Linked DNA regions of Mus musculus: region 2 is linked to region 1. The links are chromatin contacts, called in public Hi-C maps. All regions are on one chromosome and are shown on one strand. Each heading gives the region's core, a stretch centred on a gene start, on an enhancer-like site or on the middle of the called end of the contact. The rest is flanking DNA. Distances are from core to core; before and after follow the strand shown.

The links. A called contact is a pair of places that touch in the nucleus more often than the background predicts.
Region 2: a contact with region 1 is called in a Hi-C map of the C2C12 cell line, with 4 times the contacts expected there. The contact joins the promoter of Adamts16 here to the enhancer-like site in region 1. A contact is called at or near these places in 3 of 39 promoter capture datasets (cranial neural crest, embryonic stem cells and hippocampal neurons), 1 of 15 datasets of contacts at CTCF or cohesin (the NIH/3T3 cell line), 2 of 484 Hi-C or Micro-C datasets (the C2C12 cell line and muscle stem cells), 1 of 115 datasets of contacts at active chromatin or transcription factors (craniofacial prominence) and 3 of 9 other capture datasets (adipose tissue, liver and pancreatic islet).

The regions. Positions count from the first base shown.
Region 1 is chr13:70,677,990-70,684,823 of GRCm38.p6, forward strand. It overlaps Gm36474 (a long non-coding RNA gene), which reads left to right. Exons shown (of 3, transcript XR_382636.2): 3 at 1,892-1,954. Among named protein-coding and RNA genes, the nearest start is that of Gm36474, 8.3 kb to the left of the region's middle. Within about 2 kb of position 3,627, at least 46 of the 459 cell types and tissues checked have an H3K27ac peak or open chromatin away from gene starts, as enhancers often do. A contact at or near this core is called in the C2C12 cell line and muscle stem cells, where this site is marked.
Region 2 is chr13:70,837,834-70,844,667 of GRCm38.p6, forward strand. Adamts16 (a disintegrin-like and metallopeptidase (reprolysin type) with thrombospondin type 1 motif, 16) reads right to left here and starts at 3,978. Exons shown (of 23, transcript NM_172053.3): 1 at 3,657-3,978; 2 at 3,436-3,538. The coding sequence starts at 3,716. Gm36529 (predicted gene, 36529) reads left to right here and starts at 2,617. Exons shown (of 4, transcript NR_167928.1): 1 at 2,617-2,787.

The DNA of each region.
Region 1 (6,834 bases), core at 2,377-4,876:
GAATCTGAGGAGTATATCAGGTGCTCAAGGGCCTTCCACTGAGGACAATTCTGTCCTCCTATACCCCCCTCCCCCAAGTCTGCCTGGATCTTCCTCTGGTATGCGTAGCTCTATAGGATGGTGCTAAGTCCCTTTCAGAGGAGGCAGCATCCTCTAAGCCATGCATTAGAGAAAAGGGATGACTGCTGAGTCCTGCTACAGTTCAAGATGTCCTTGCTTCCATTCCAGAAGGCAGAAGCTCCCCACCCGCAATCAGGGAGCATCGGAATGCAGGGCAACAGGGAGTAGGACTGAGTAGACTAAGCAAAGAGCTTCCAGAATCTTCTTTTTGGAAATATTTTTGATGAAATGTGACAGTTAGGCATCTCTGTCATGCCCTCATTCTGGAGTGTGGGCCGTACCCCTTTCATTTCCTGGAAGCACCAACCTAACACCTGGACTCAAGCCTCCTATCTCCTTGGCCTGGATTGGAAACAATTTCAACTTAGAAGAAAGTGGGAAAGTCCAGGACATCTGACAACCTTTTACTCAAAATATACCATGGTTCCTTATCTCATTTGCTTTTTCAGGAGTGGGAAGAAAGCAATAGCATTAGCTGCTGTGTGTGGGGTTCCTTATACACACACACATACACATACACACACACACACACATACATGTGCACACTCAGACTCATGTATACATACACAAGTATACACACGTTTTCATACATAGATACATGTATACACTCACATATATGTGTTCATGCACAGACACACACATATACCTATACACATACATATACACATACACAGACAGACAGACAGATAGTCACACACACAGATAAATAGTTCCCTTCCATCCTCTTGGATGCTATGCTCCAGAACTCCCATGGAAGACCAAAACATGTCCCATGTTGCCTGTCCTTCCTATTCATACACACCAAAATGCAATTCAATGGGAACGCACTATTCTTTGATATCAGTCAAGTGTGAAAGTCATTATATGTAGACTGTCTAAGATCATCGCTTTCAATGACAGATGGGATACAGAGCCCCACAGTCACTGTGGCTTTTGGACATTTTGCTTCACTTCTGTCTCTCTCCATGTACATGGTGATGCGTGTATATATACAGTATCATGGGCCTGCACATGGAAGTCAGTAGACAGCCTCTGGTGTTGGTCTTCTGCTTTGAGACAAAATCTCTTATTTGCCACTCCCTATGCTAGGCTGTCAGACACATGGGGTCCTCCTGTGTCTTCTTCCTATACTTCTGTAGAAATACTGGGATTACAGACTTATGCTGCAACTTCTTGCTCTCACCTTGGGACCTCACACTTGTGAGGCAGATACTTCACTCAATGGTTATCTCCTCAGACATCTTTATAGATCGTCCTTAGCAATGCTGTGGAGGAAAATGAAAATAGAGGGAAAACTGAGTCTGACTGAAGAACATGCAAACAGCTGCTACTTTGGGGATTGATTCCTTTGTATAAAAATGAGCTAATTTTATATCATGTTCAGGGAAGGCATTTTAGATTTAATAAACTAGTGAGCTTTAGACATTTGAAAACAATTACACATTGTCCAGTTAGGTAGGGTTCATGTTTAAAATGACTGACACCCACTCATTGAATTATTTCTAGCTTGAGTGTTTAGTTTAGCTTTACTGTGGAGAAATGAGAAAATATGAGTATTCATAGTTTATTGTCTAAAAGTCTTCGCCACACCTTTAATCTGGAGATGTCGTTTAAATTTTTTGTTTCAAAGGAGCTAACAAAACAAACAACCCCCTCCCCCCAATCCAAAATATTTTTCAATACTTCTGACTGAATTTTTCCATTGTTAAAAAGTAAACGAAATGGCTAATTAGGGCAAACTGAAGAGCAGATCAAACTCCTTTGCTTTCAGATACTATCTCTGCTCCGTGATCCTGTGCAGGTGAAAAACGCCTGACAGGACGGAAGAAGGAAAGGACGGATACCCAACAATTCCACAAATGAGTGAAATTCGAACAGCATGCTGGGAGTTGTGAAGCAGCGGCCTAGGAGGCACCCACAAGAACCTGCACAAGTCCCAAAGAGCATGCGCAGTGTGAGGAGGGACGCTGGCCCAGAGGACACCACCAGGAAAAATTTGGTCACGAAGAGGATGTGCATTTCTCTAATTCTTTCCTGAAAATTACCAAATATTTTAAGACAGATTTTTTTAGTGAATGTTTCTTTTTATTACCCAGTTTTCTGAAACTGGAACATTAGTCACTTCCTCGGGATGAAATTGGTCTACCCCCTTTTCTCCTGCATGTTGTTTGCCCCCCGCACCGTTGTCTTTCTGCAAGGGTTAGCTCCCATGTCTTCTCTGTATTTCTCTGCTTGTTCTGTGCCCCTCTAGGATGGTGACGCACAACTCTTTCTCTTCTCATGAAACAAAAACCCTCAGCTCAGCCCCAGAATCCACAAACACTCAAAATCTTCCCACTCCACACAAGCTCCTTCTCACACCTCAGGCTACCGCTCCCCTACTGCAGCTGTGCAGGCCAGCTCATAGCCAGGGAGGTTAGATCACTGTGACTTGTCTATACAGCTGGGTTTCTGGCAGGGTCCAGGAACCACTAATCCCTCCTTCATGGTAGAACCAAGAGTTTAGACTCAAATCCACTTTGCAGGCATACTCACATCTCTGAAAACATGATAGATTCGTCATAAAGTCCAAACAAGGGTCACCAAGCCTCAGCTGTGAGAGCATCCTCCTCCCACTGCCTGTCTGTGGCACTGGTCCTGGTGGAAGACCTGGACTCCTTCAGTTCCTTCTCAGGGGTCCTGCAGTGACTGTTCTCAAGACCTCGTGTGAAGGGATCATATGTGGAGGAGTTTCCCTGTGGTGTGAAGCAGATATTGGGGTGATGAAGACCATGGCCGACACTCTGGGGTGAAGGTCACGTGGTTGGTCATTTCTTATTGTGGCACTAGCCACAGCTGATTTAGAATCTGATGGGTGAAGCCCACGGATTGGGTCCAAACCAGAAAAATGTCAAAAGGATGCCAGAGGGGAGTTGGAAATTAGGTAATAGGGAGGGAAAAGAGTCCATGACTGGGCTCTTAAGTCTATCTGTGGTCACCACTCATGGCTTGGCTGAGTTCTCATGAGGACAAAGCCAAAGCTGTCAGGATAACAAGTCTGGTCAAACACAGACTCATCGTCATGGTGAGCTTGATCATGAAGTGACTTTGCATCCAGTCCGGGACCCAAGAGGCTGTGCCTGTTATCTGTCGTCATGGGCACTAAAAGCCTGTCTCTCCACGACCTTCCTCTTGATAGGCAGAGAGAGAGAGAGAGAGGGAGAGAGAGAGAGAGGGAGGGAGAGAGAGAGAGAGAGAGAGAGAGAGAGAGAGGTGCTGTTCGTTGGCACCAGTCTCTTGCTGCTGTCACTGGGACCTTGTATCAGAGAAATAACATGGGGTTGTGGTCACTGGAAAGGTCTCACTGAAGCAAACAAAGTCAGTTGCCATCTGCAATCCATGGACATCAAGTCTGCAAACTTTCAGCTCCTGGTACTCACAGTTCCTCAGGGCTCCCTAGCCCAGCTCTTCTTTCTCTGCCTTCCACTGATCAAACAGAAACTGTCCAGTTCTTCCATGAGCCTGTACCACGTGATTCTTGATTTACCTTGGGGTGGAAGGCAGGTCCTAGTAGGTACTTTCTCTTCCAGGCAGGGTGACCTGGATTCTGTCAAATGCTCCCTCAAGTCTGAATTTCTGTTCCTTACCACTCAAGAAATCCCAGCCCACCAGTGGGTTTTGATTCCAAAACTTCTCGTTCTCAAGGACGGCAGATCCTAGGAATGAACCAGATGAACTTGCCCAAGAGAGAACAAAGCTGCACAGCAGCAGAAGTGGCAACAAGTATTTAAGACCAGATATTTCAACCGAAGCCTAATTTCTGCTTGCCGAGTCCTGGGGCTGAGCAGCAGGTGAGGGCCTGGGGATAGAAAGTTTCTGAAATCAGTGTGAGTCAGGACACCTGTCTAAACCAGTCTAACCGGATTCTGCCCAAAGCAGACTATGAGTATCTGGCCCCAGAGATGGTGGGAGAGCAGGAAGCAGCTTGGATATTAAGGATGACTGGCTACATTGTGTGGAATGGCAAGTTATTGCTAAACTGACTGGGCGGAGTGTTTGATAAACTGCAAAGTGCAGAGACAAGCACCATAGTCTAAGCTCAAGGCCAGTGGGAAGGATCCAAAGAAAACCAACGATTGTTTTGTTCTCAGAAAATAAGGAAATGCTACAACACTGTGATGGCATGTCTCAGGGACAGAGAACCTGGTAAAAATCTCCCGCTCCCCCTCCCTTTCTCATCAATCCCGGTTCATCCCAACTCCAAAATAATTAAGGATCTTAGTGGAGGATGGAAGCAAAGCCCGAGAGCACGTGTCAGTAATAATTAGATTCTAAAACAAAGATGGGAGAGGCAGCCTTTGCTATATAGCACAGGGCTAGGTTGAGCTAGCCACATGCAGGATTATGGGATGGAAAAGCCCCTTTCTGAGGTGGGAGAATCTGGAGAGCTCAATTTACTCGGGCCAAATGTACTTTGATGGGCTTCAGGACAACAACCTCTCTAAGGTCCCTCCTGGGTGGATTTCTTACTTAAAGAAACATTGTAGCTACAGAGAAAAGAAACCCGGCAACATTACAGACTGGTGATGAAAACCTAGTCCCGGGCTTTGAGGTAGAGGCCATGTCTAGCTCCTGTTAGACAGAATTACACATTTTAAGGCACAAAAATTTCATTGGTATTTAAAATAGCTTTTTAACATGATTTTATTTTTTTAAATTATATGCACATGTGTGTGTTTGTGTACACATGGGTTCAGGTACCTCCAGAGGTCAGAAGAGGGTGACATCGGGCTGCCTGACATGGTTGCTGGGAATGGGACAATATGAACCTGTCACCTTGGAGCTGTTTCCTTAGGCCTCTAAAATATCTGTTGTGTCTAATATTCTAGGATGGTCCTCACAGAAGTGCTAGCCTCAAGTGCATCACAAAGAAGTTTTTCTCCTCTAGTGTTACAATAGCTAAAAACAAGGAAGTGCCAAGGGCTGACAATTACCCATGGTCTTAGACAAGAGGATGATGCCACAGAAGAACCCATTGGATCCACTGAAATTCAAGCAGTGGGTGAGATAAAAGATAAACATCAGTAAATGGAGGATGTTGGGATGGTTAAAGCTCAATCGAGAGGACTGGCTGATCCTTAGGAGGGCTCAGGTTTGACTCCATATACCGGAGCCTCACAACCATCTGTAACTCCAGTTCCAGGGTATCTGATTCAGGGTTTCTGCACAAACATCAGAACCAAGAAGCAAGTTGGGGAGGAAAGGGTTTATTCAGCTTACACTTCCACACTGCTGTTCATCACCAAAGGAAGTCAGGACTGGAACTCAAGCATGTCAGGAAGTAGGAGCTGATGCAGAGGCCATGGAGGGATGTTTCTTATTGGCTTGCCTCCACTGGTTTGCTCAGCTTGCTTTCTTATAGAACCCAAGACTATCAGCCCAGGGATGGCATCACCCACAGTGGGCCCTCCCCTGTTGGTCACTAGTTGAGAAAATGCCCCACAGCTGGATCTCATGGAGGCATTTCCCCAACTGAAGCTCCTTTCTCTGTGATAGCTCCAGTTGACACAGGAAACGAGCCAGTACACAGGGAATCTCAACTGTCTCTTCTGGCCTCCTCAGTCAATGTTTAAGCACAGGATACACAGATACAGATGTAGGCAGAACATCATACACATGATTTTAAAAAATCAGTAAATGTTAAATGTGTTAATGTTGGTAAATGTACTGTTTTGTTTTAATCAAAGTCCATTTCTAACACTAAAGTGGCATGATTTACCATGCTCTCAGACAGTCTAAAAACAGTACATGTGGTGTGTGTGTGTGTGTCTGTGTGTATGTGTTGTATAATTATGCAGTTACATGTATGCACGGAGAGGGAGGGAGGGAGGGAGGGAGGGAGGGAGGGAGGGAGGGAGAGAGAGAGAGACAGAGAGAGAGAGAGAGAGAGAGAGAGATGCTTCATTTGTAACTTTGTGATTTTACTTCCCTCTGGGCTTCCCTATGTTTTGAAAATACTAGGAATTTTTCTTGACTGAACAGAGGCAGGCTGCGCTCCTCCACCCACACAGTATTATGATTTGTGGTTGCTACTTATTGCTTACTTACTGTCCCTTGCTCGTAAGTTGCACTTTATCATTGCTATATATGCATCCTGTGAAGACGAATCCTACAACTAATATTGTTTGGGTGTGCTGTCTCTGGGAGGAGTAGGGCTATTCCTTAGATCAGGATATTTGTCTGTGTAGATCTCTGCCTCTGCCTCTCTCTCTCTCTCTCTCTCTCCCCTCTCTCTCTCTCCTCTCTCTCTCTCTCTCCTCTCTCTCTCTCTCTTTCTCATGCATGTGTGTGTGCATATGTATTATTGCATAGCCAAGAATTCCATTGTCATCTTGTCACTGTGAAGAAGCAAATGGAAAAGCATCATTAGCAGATTCAGAGCAAAAAGCCACATAATGTTCTAACTCAATTTCTTATAATTTTCTTTAAGGTTGAAATGTTCTTTTAAAACGGTATCAACAATGCCCTTCAAGGCAGCACTAACTTAGTGGGCTACAAAAAAAAAAAAAAATCAGACAAGAAGTCAGAGGTTCGAGGGAGACATGGGGAAAGTTGGAGAAGGAAGTTAGGGCTGATAATAATCACATTGCATTGTATATATAAATGTTCAAAATTCTCAATGATAAAAAAGTTAAAAAAAAAACTCATGAAACTTGACTACATAACTTAAAGCCA
Region 2 (6,834 bases), core at 2,728-5,227, 160 kb after region 1:
AGAGGTAGCTCTACTAGATGCTTGGTAACCGGTCTCTGCCTCTGACTCAGCATGAGTGGACACATTTTTCAGACTCATGCATAAAGTATGACTTGGTTATAGGTGAGCGATATCAAGGTAATTATCACCAATTAATTTTGAGTAGGCACAGGCACTTGTCTGTGTGTTGCTATTCTCTCCTGACAAGCAATAGACAGGTAAAACAGAAGTTCGGACAATGGCCACTGACAAGCCACAAAAGCTCTGTGGTTGGGTTTAAGAGAGTCAGAGAAGATCAGAGGCGGGGATTCTCTCCTGCTGACAACCATGGCAAGGTGAGGACTGGAGGGCACCAAGACTTTGGCTATGGTGCCTGCCACATGTCATAGCTCTCTCTCTCTCTCTCTCTCTCTCTCTCTCTCTCTCTCTCTCTCTCTCTCTCTCTCTCTCTCTCTCTCTCTCTCTGCAGTCCCAAGCATAATCTACACATCTAGCCCTACTGTACAAGTGGGAACAGCTGGCATAGGGAGGCAGCAGGCTCTGCAGGTGACTTAGCAGGCTCTGGCAGGCATCTGCACCAGAGCAGGAGATTTAGCTATGGTAGGGTAAGACACTCTGGCTTCTATAACATTTTGTGTAGGATAATGGAGGATCAGACAACCTGGTATATGGCGAAGGGGGGGGGGGGAAGCACAGCAGGACTCAGCAAGTCTGAAGAGTGAATATAGGTGCATCCATTGGTTTGCAGTTCACCAAAGTATTTTCCCTCATGTGACACCGCCACTGCTCTCTGCTCTGTGGGGCAGGCAGGTTGGCTGGGGTATTGTTAGCTAGCACATCCGAATCCTCACAGGATTCATATCACTTCTGGCTACTTCCCCCTCCTTCAGAGGTAATGGAATAAAGGCAAGAGGTACAAGTCACTGTTGTTAGCCTAATTCATGAGCTTCGTTGTCCATAGAGAGATGATTCCAGCCATAGCATCCAGCCACACAAATCCTGGATATGGACTCAGACCCAGTCAACACACTATAGTCAGCATCCTTCAGAGACATTGGACAGTTTCCACAGTAGCCAAGCTATGGAGTCAGCCTAGGTGTTGGTCATGCGAACAGATATGGAAAATGATAGGCAAAAAGACAGACAGATGACACACAGACAGACAGACACAAACACACACACACACACTAGAGAAGGGCTAAAGAGCTAAGTCGTTTGCTTGCAGGAAAATATATGTACGTAACCACAGGTTATCAAAGTAAGCAAAATAAGACCCATAAAAACATATATACCACTTTTTCTTATTTGGAAGATGATAATTTGTACACATGTGTAAATCTTATATTCATATATATTATTAAAATTACAAATGAGACTACCTGGGGCAATGGAATGAGAACAGAGGGAAGCAGAGGTGGTAAGTACCATCAGCCTCTGAACAATCTCTCTATCCTCCCAGTCAAAAGCCTAAAGAACTTCTGAGCTTTGCCTTGAGATCTGGAAACCCAAAGTTTTTAAAAAGCTAAAAACCTGTGCCATGCTCTTGGCAGAAACCATAGATGTTATTGCAATGACAAATATGGAAGGAAACCTTTGAAGAAACAAGAAATAAAAAGCAATAGAGTCATCAAAATGTAAATTGATACATTCGTGTTTGATAATCCAACTTATCTCAATTTAGTTATCCATCATTGTCTCAAGGGGTGCGTGAGGCTCTCTTCCCTACTGCATAATTACTTCACAAAGGCAGCAAAATAGCCAGAACCCTTACAGGTCTCACTTTAGCCCAAACTCAAAACAGCTTCAAAGAGTTAATTAAGAAATTATCTTATATCATGGAGATGGGCCGTGCACAATATGCAGATCTGAAGGTCACAGGTGCTCTGCCACACCTTGCCTCTGCTGTGTGACTGCTGTCTGCTCTCTCTGCCTCTTTCTCTTTTGATAACCAGGAAAGGGTGAAGGTATCCTGCCTTCACAAAGTCAGCTCCACCTTGCAAGGACTCACACCTTCTGTGCACGCTCTGACCAGGCAAGTGAAAGTCCATGGAAACACTGCCATTGGGATCCGGGACTGAGGCGCCAGGCATGAGAAGCCTGCCTGTGGCCTCAGGCACTAAGCTTGTCCTCTCTTCCTGAATAGCGTTCTGTCTATAATGTTATCATCTTGGATAACACTTCGTTAGTGCAATAAACGTGTCCCGAGTGGCAAGGCTCGATTGCTCAGCCTGCTCCATGCTAAGCAAGACAGTCAGAATTTGATCCTTGAACTCCCACAAGTTGTCCTCCGACCTCCACAGTGCCATGCACCCTACACACATAATAAATAAATGTCTGAAATGCCTCGAGTCCCTATGGATTTTTTTTTTTTAAGTTTTATTCTGAAAGTAGTGCAAAGTCCAAAGTTAGAGCATGAACATTCCTTGTAAGGTCATGATGTGTCAGAATTCGAAGTAAGAGGATCAGAAGAGGGTTGGAGATGCAGGTGACAGAGGGTGGGTTTCAAACACAATAGGCTTTCCCTTGCCTTCTAAACCACTGTACTGTTTGGGTCTGGCGCCCTCCAGTGGCACTCAGAGTCCTAGAGCCGAGACTCATATATCCCTTCTTAAACCCTGTTTTCAGTAGGAGGAATTCAGTTCTTGTAAGTTTATCCTGATGAAGGAAGCGATAATGAGGGTTTCCGAAGTGTCAATTGTTTAATCCTGTACATATTCTAAAAATCTGCCGAAAAGATTAAACCTGGCTCGCCTCTGGTCGCCATTTCTGCTAACAATCTCAAGCTAATTCATCCCAGGAAAGGACAGGGTGAGTAAAATCCTGCATTTGCTGTGGACCCAGCACAAACCTCCTAGCAAGTGCAATGGCCTGCTTTCTCAGTCACCAGGTGTCATTGCTAGGACACCTCACAGGGGAAACCCACTTGTGAATCACTGAGGTGGCTGAACCTTGCAGAAGACTTGAATTCGAGTTCATGTTCAAGGAGGTCCAGGACACATCCTTTGGATGTCCCCTGTGCTATTAATTAACATTAAAGCGATATTAATGAGGTTGCCTTCTGTCTCCTCCTGTGACAGTCAAAGTGGAGAAAGCTTCAATGTGAAAGAAAGGAGAGGGGGGAAGATGCTGGAGTGGGGACTACGTTGCTTATAATAGATTTGGTGTATACATTAATGATGTCAATATATAGAGTGATCTGGAGTCTTCCTACACCCAGATATCTCACTCCCCCAATGTAACTCTGGCTAGCCATTATCATTTTACTAGGAAATAGGATACAGACGTTGGTCGGAAGTCATTCTTGAGCATGATCTTGTGCTCGAAATGAATAGAAAGAGCAAGATAGCATCTTCAAAGCTTTTGGCGTCCTGAGTCCCAGGAGACTTGCAGACCAGCATAGGGGGTTGCTGGCTGCTTACCTGTGAGGAACCGAGAGCCCCCACCGCGCGAACTTACCACCGGTTTCCAGCCAGCTGGACCCAGAGAATGGGGGAGGCTGCGGGTCTTCCGGGCTCCCAGACGCTGCAGCTGCGAGTCCCAGGGCGCACGCAGGTGTCTGCTAGGGGGAAAAAAAAAACGAGGACACCTCAGTGAAAATGCGGGCACTGCAGAGCTCAGCCAAGGGCGGAATGCACTTGCAGCCATCAGACTCTGCTGGTCCTAGCGCCAGGACTCACCTGCTCACTGACCTGCGCCAGCAGCAGCACCCAGAGCGCAGCACAACCTCGGGACTCCATGGCCCCGGTGCCCGAGGGCTCACAGGACTCAGCTCAGCAGTCTAGACTGGGTCACTGGATAGTCCCGGTGTTAGCAGTATGCTAGGGTGCAAAGGACCGACCCGGCAAAATCGCAGGGTTTCCAGGCAGCGATTCCACCATGCACATCAGAGTTATCACTGCAGCTTCGTTCGGCACCGGGAGGTGGAGTGGCAGTGGTGGCGGGGGGCGGCAAAGCACCCGCAGCAACCAAGGGACAGCAGGGAGGAGGGTAGAGAAGGAGAGGGCAGGACTAGGGAGGGCAAAGGAGAGGAGAGGGGAGGGGATAGAGGAGGGAGTAAAGCAGGGAGGAGGGGTACCAGGAGGAGGAGGAGGATAAGGGAGGAGTGGCAGGGAGAGGAGATGAAGCAGACTCATGGTAAGTACTGGGCATCCTTCACGCCTATGACCCAGCAGGAAGGTGTTTTGTCCACCTACATGAGAACTTGGGGTAGAGACAAGGCCAGGACACAGTCATATCTAGCTGTTCACCCCTGTGCTTTTGTGGAAAACTGTCTTGGTGTGTTACTCCAAAGTCCTCTGCCACCTGCCACCGCTGCAGCTCTGTGGGACTTCTCACTTAAGGGCAAGATTGAGCTGCATAGAGACAGGCATCCAGCATTCATTGTTCTCTAGTCCATCCCCTGGTTACAGACCCTCTGGCCTTCCCTTCTAGTGGGAGATGTATAGGGAGGAATGTATCTGCTTATGAATGAATGTGAGTCCTTAGTTGCCTGGGGCACGTGAAGAAAAGGGGTGAATGGAGGCGGGGCGGGGCAGGGCAGGGCAGGGTAGGGCAGGCTATGAGGAAGCTGGGTTTCTTTCTCACGCCTCTAATTTTTCATTGGACAGCAGTGGCCAATTTCAGATTCACTTTAGACTCTGGCTGACCTGCTGGGAGAGCAGGTGTGAGGCCACTGGGTTCCCAGAGCATCCTAGTAGGAAGTCTAGGAGCCCCAGCCTAGACCAGACCAGGTCTATCCAAGACAACCAGCGAATGCCCTCTCTCCAGCCCTGCGTCCTGGTCCATCATGACCTGAGTATGTGTTTGAGTATGAGCGTCTTTTGTGACCATCAGTGACTGAGAGTGTCTGCTGCAGGGTGGGTACAGATACAGACAGCACTGAGCGCACGGGTAGATGTTTCTACACGCGGGACTGCCAATGACTGTCCATCCCAGCAGCTGCACTCCACTTCCTTCTGCCGGTTGGTCTCACATCTCAGGCTCCCTCCAGCTGCCATTCTAGGGTCCCTCATTTGCAGTCACACTGACCTTGCCTGGTTTGCAAGGCTGAGAAGGGGGATGGCATGTGGAGCAGTGGCTGCAGTTTTCAGGGTGCTCACTCCAGCCTACACTGAGCTGAGATGCCCCAGAGTGGCTCTTTATAAGCCTGAATGAAGTGTCATACATCTCAGAAAGGACAGGGCGGAATCAAGATGAACTGATCTGTGTATGCATATCCCTCTCTCTCTCTCTCTGCTCCCTCCCTTTCTCTCTCAGTCGTTCATATGAAAAATATTGTCAAAGAGTACAGTTTTGTTGACTTACTGTTTCATTCTTTTATAATTCCACGCACCTACACTATGTTCTTTTATTAAAGCCTCCCATTATCTCCTGTTAAGTCCCCTCTATTCCACCTGGTCTCTCTTGTTCTATTGTTCCCAAGTGTGTCTGTCTGTCTGTCTGTCTGTCTGTCTGTCTCTCTCTGTGTGTATGTGTCTGTGTATGCACACATGAGAGAGGTGGGAGGAGAGCAGAGAGAAAGAGAGTGTGTGTGTGTGCATGTCTTAGTTAGGGTTTTACTGCTGTGAACAGACACCATGCATGACCAAGGCAACTCTTATAAGGACAACATTTAATTGAGGCTGGCTTACAGGTTCAGAGGTTCAGTCCATTATCCTCAAGGTGGAAGCATGGCAACATCCAGGCAGGCATAGTGCAGGAGGAGCTGAGGAGTCTTCATCTGAAGGCTGCTAGGATAATACTGGCTTCCAGACAGCTAGAATGAGGGTCTTAAAGCCCACACCCACAGTGACACACCTACTCCAAGAAGGCCACATCTTCTAATAGTGCCACTCCTTGGGCCTATAATATCCAACCATCAGAGAGGGGAGAGGGAGAGGGAAAGGGAGAGGGAGAGGGAGAGGGAGAGGGAGAGGTAGAGGGAGAGGGAGAGGGAGAGGGAGAGGGAGCGAGGGAGCGAGGGAGCGAGGGAGAGAGGGAGCGAGGGAGAGAGGGAGAGATGGAGAGAGGGAGAGAGGGAGAGAGGGAGAGAGGGAGAGAGGGAGAGAGGGAGAGAGGGAGAGAGGGAGAGAGGAAGAGAGAACTGAATTAGGGCTTCCTGAATGAAGATGAAGATTAGCTACTGAGACATGGGCAATGTACCAGTGGCTATGTCACTAAGAAAGATGGCTTTCTCACTCCTATGACCTTTAGCTATCTGTAGTCCCTACAGGAGGGGAGGGACTGATAAGGCTTGTCTGCAATGGAACTTTGATGAAGCCAGTCTTATGAAGGTTTCATGAAAGCAGTCATGGATGCTGAATTCACCATACCTATCTGCCAGGCAAGAATTATCCACCAGTCCACTAGTGGTGTGACTGCTACAGGTATAGTCATGTGTTTTCTTGTTGGATTTGAGGCCCACTACACCCGAGGAAATCATACTTGATACTATCTGATCAAAGCTCAGCTGGGGATGTCAGAAACCCGAGGAAAAAAATCTACGACTGCTAAATAGTGTCAAACGGACTTCTAAGTTTTTATGTTTACACTCATTGTCTTAGGGTTTCTGTTGCTGTGATAAGACACTACAAGGAAAATAAATCAACGTGGAGAACAAAGGGTTTATTTCACCTCACAGCTTGTATTACAAGATCCAGGGAAATCAGGGCAGGAACCTGGAGATAGGAGTTGGTGCAGAAGGCAAAGAGGAATGCTGCCCTATTGAATTATTCTTCCTAGCTTGGTCAACTTGCCTTCTTACAGTAAGCAGGACTGTCAGCCAGAAGTGGCGGTGCCTACAGAGCTGGTCCTTCTCATGTTTATTACCAATCATGAAAATGTATCTCAGGCTTGCCCATAAGCCAATCTGTAGAG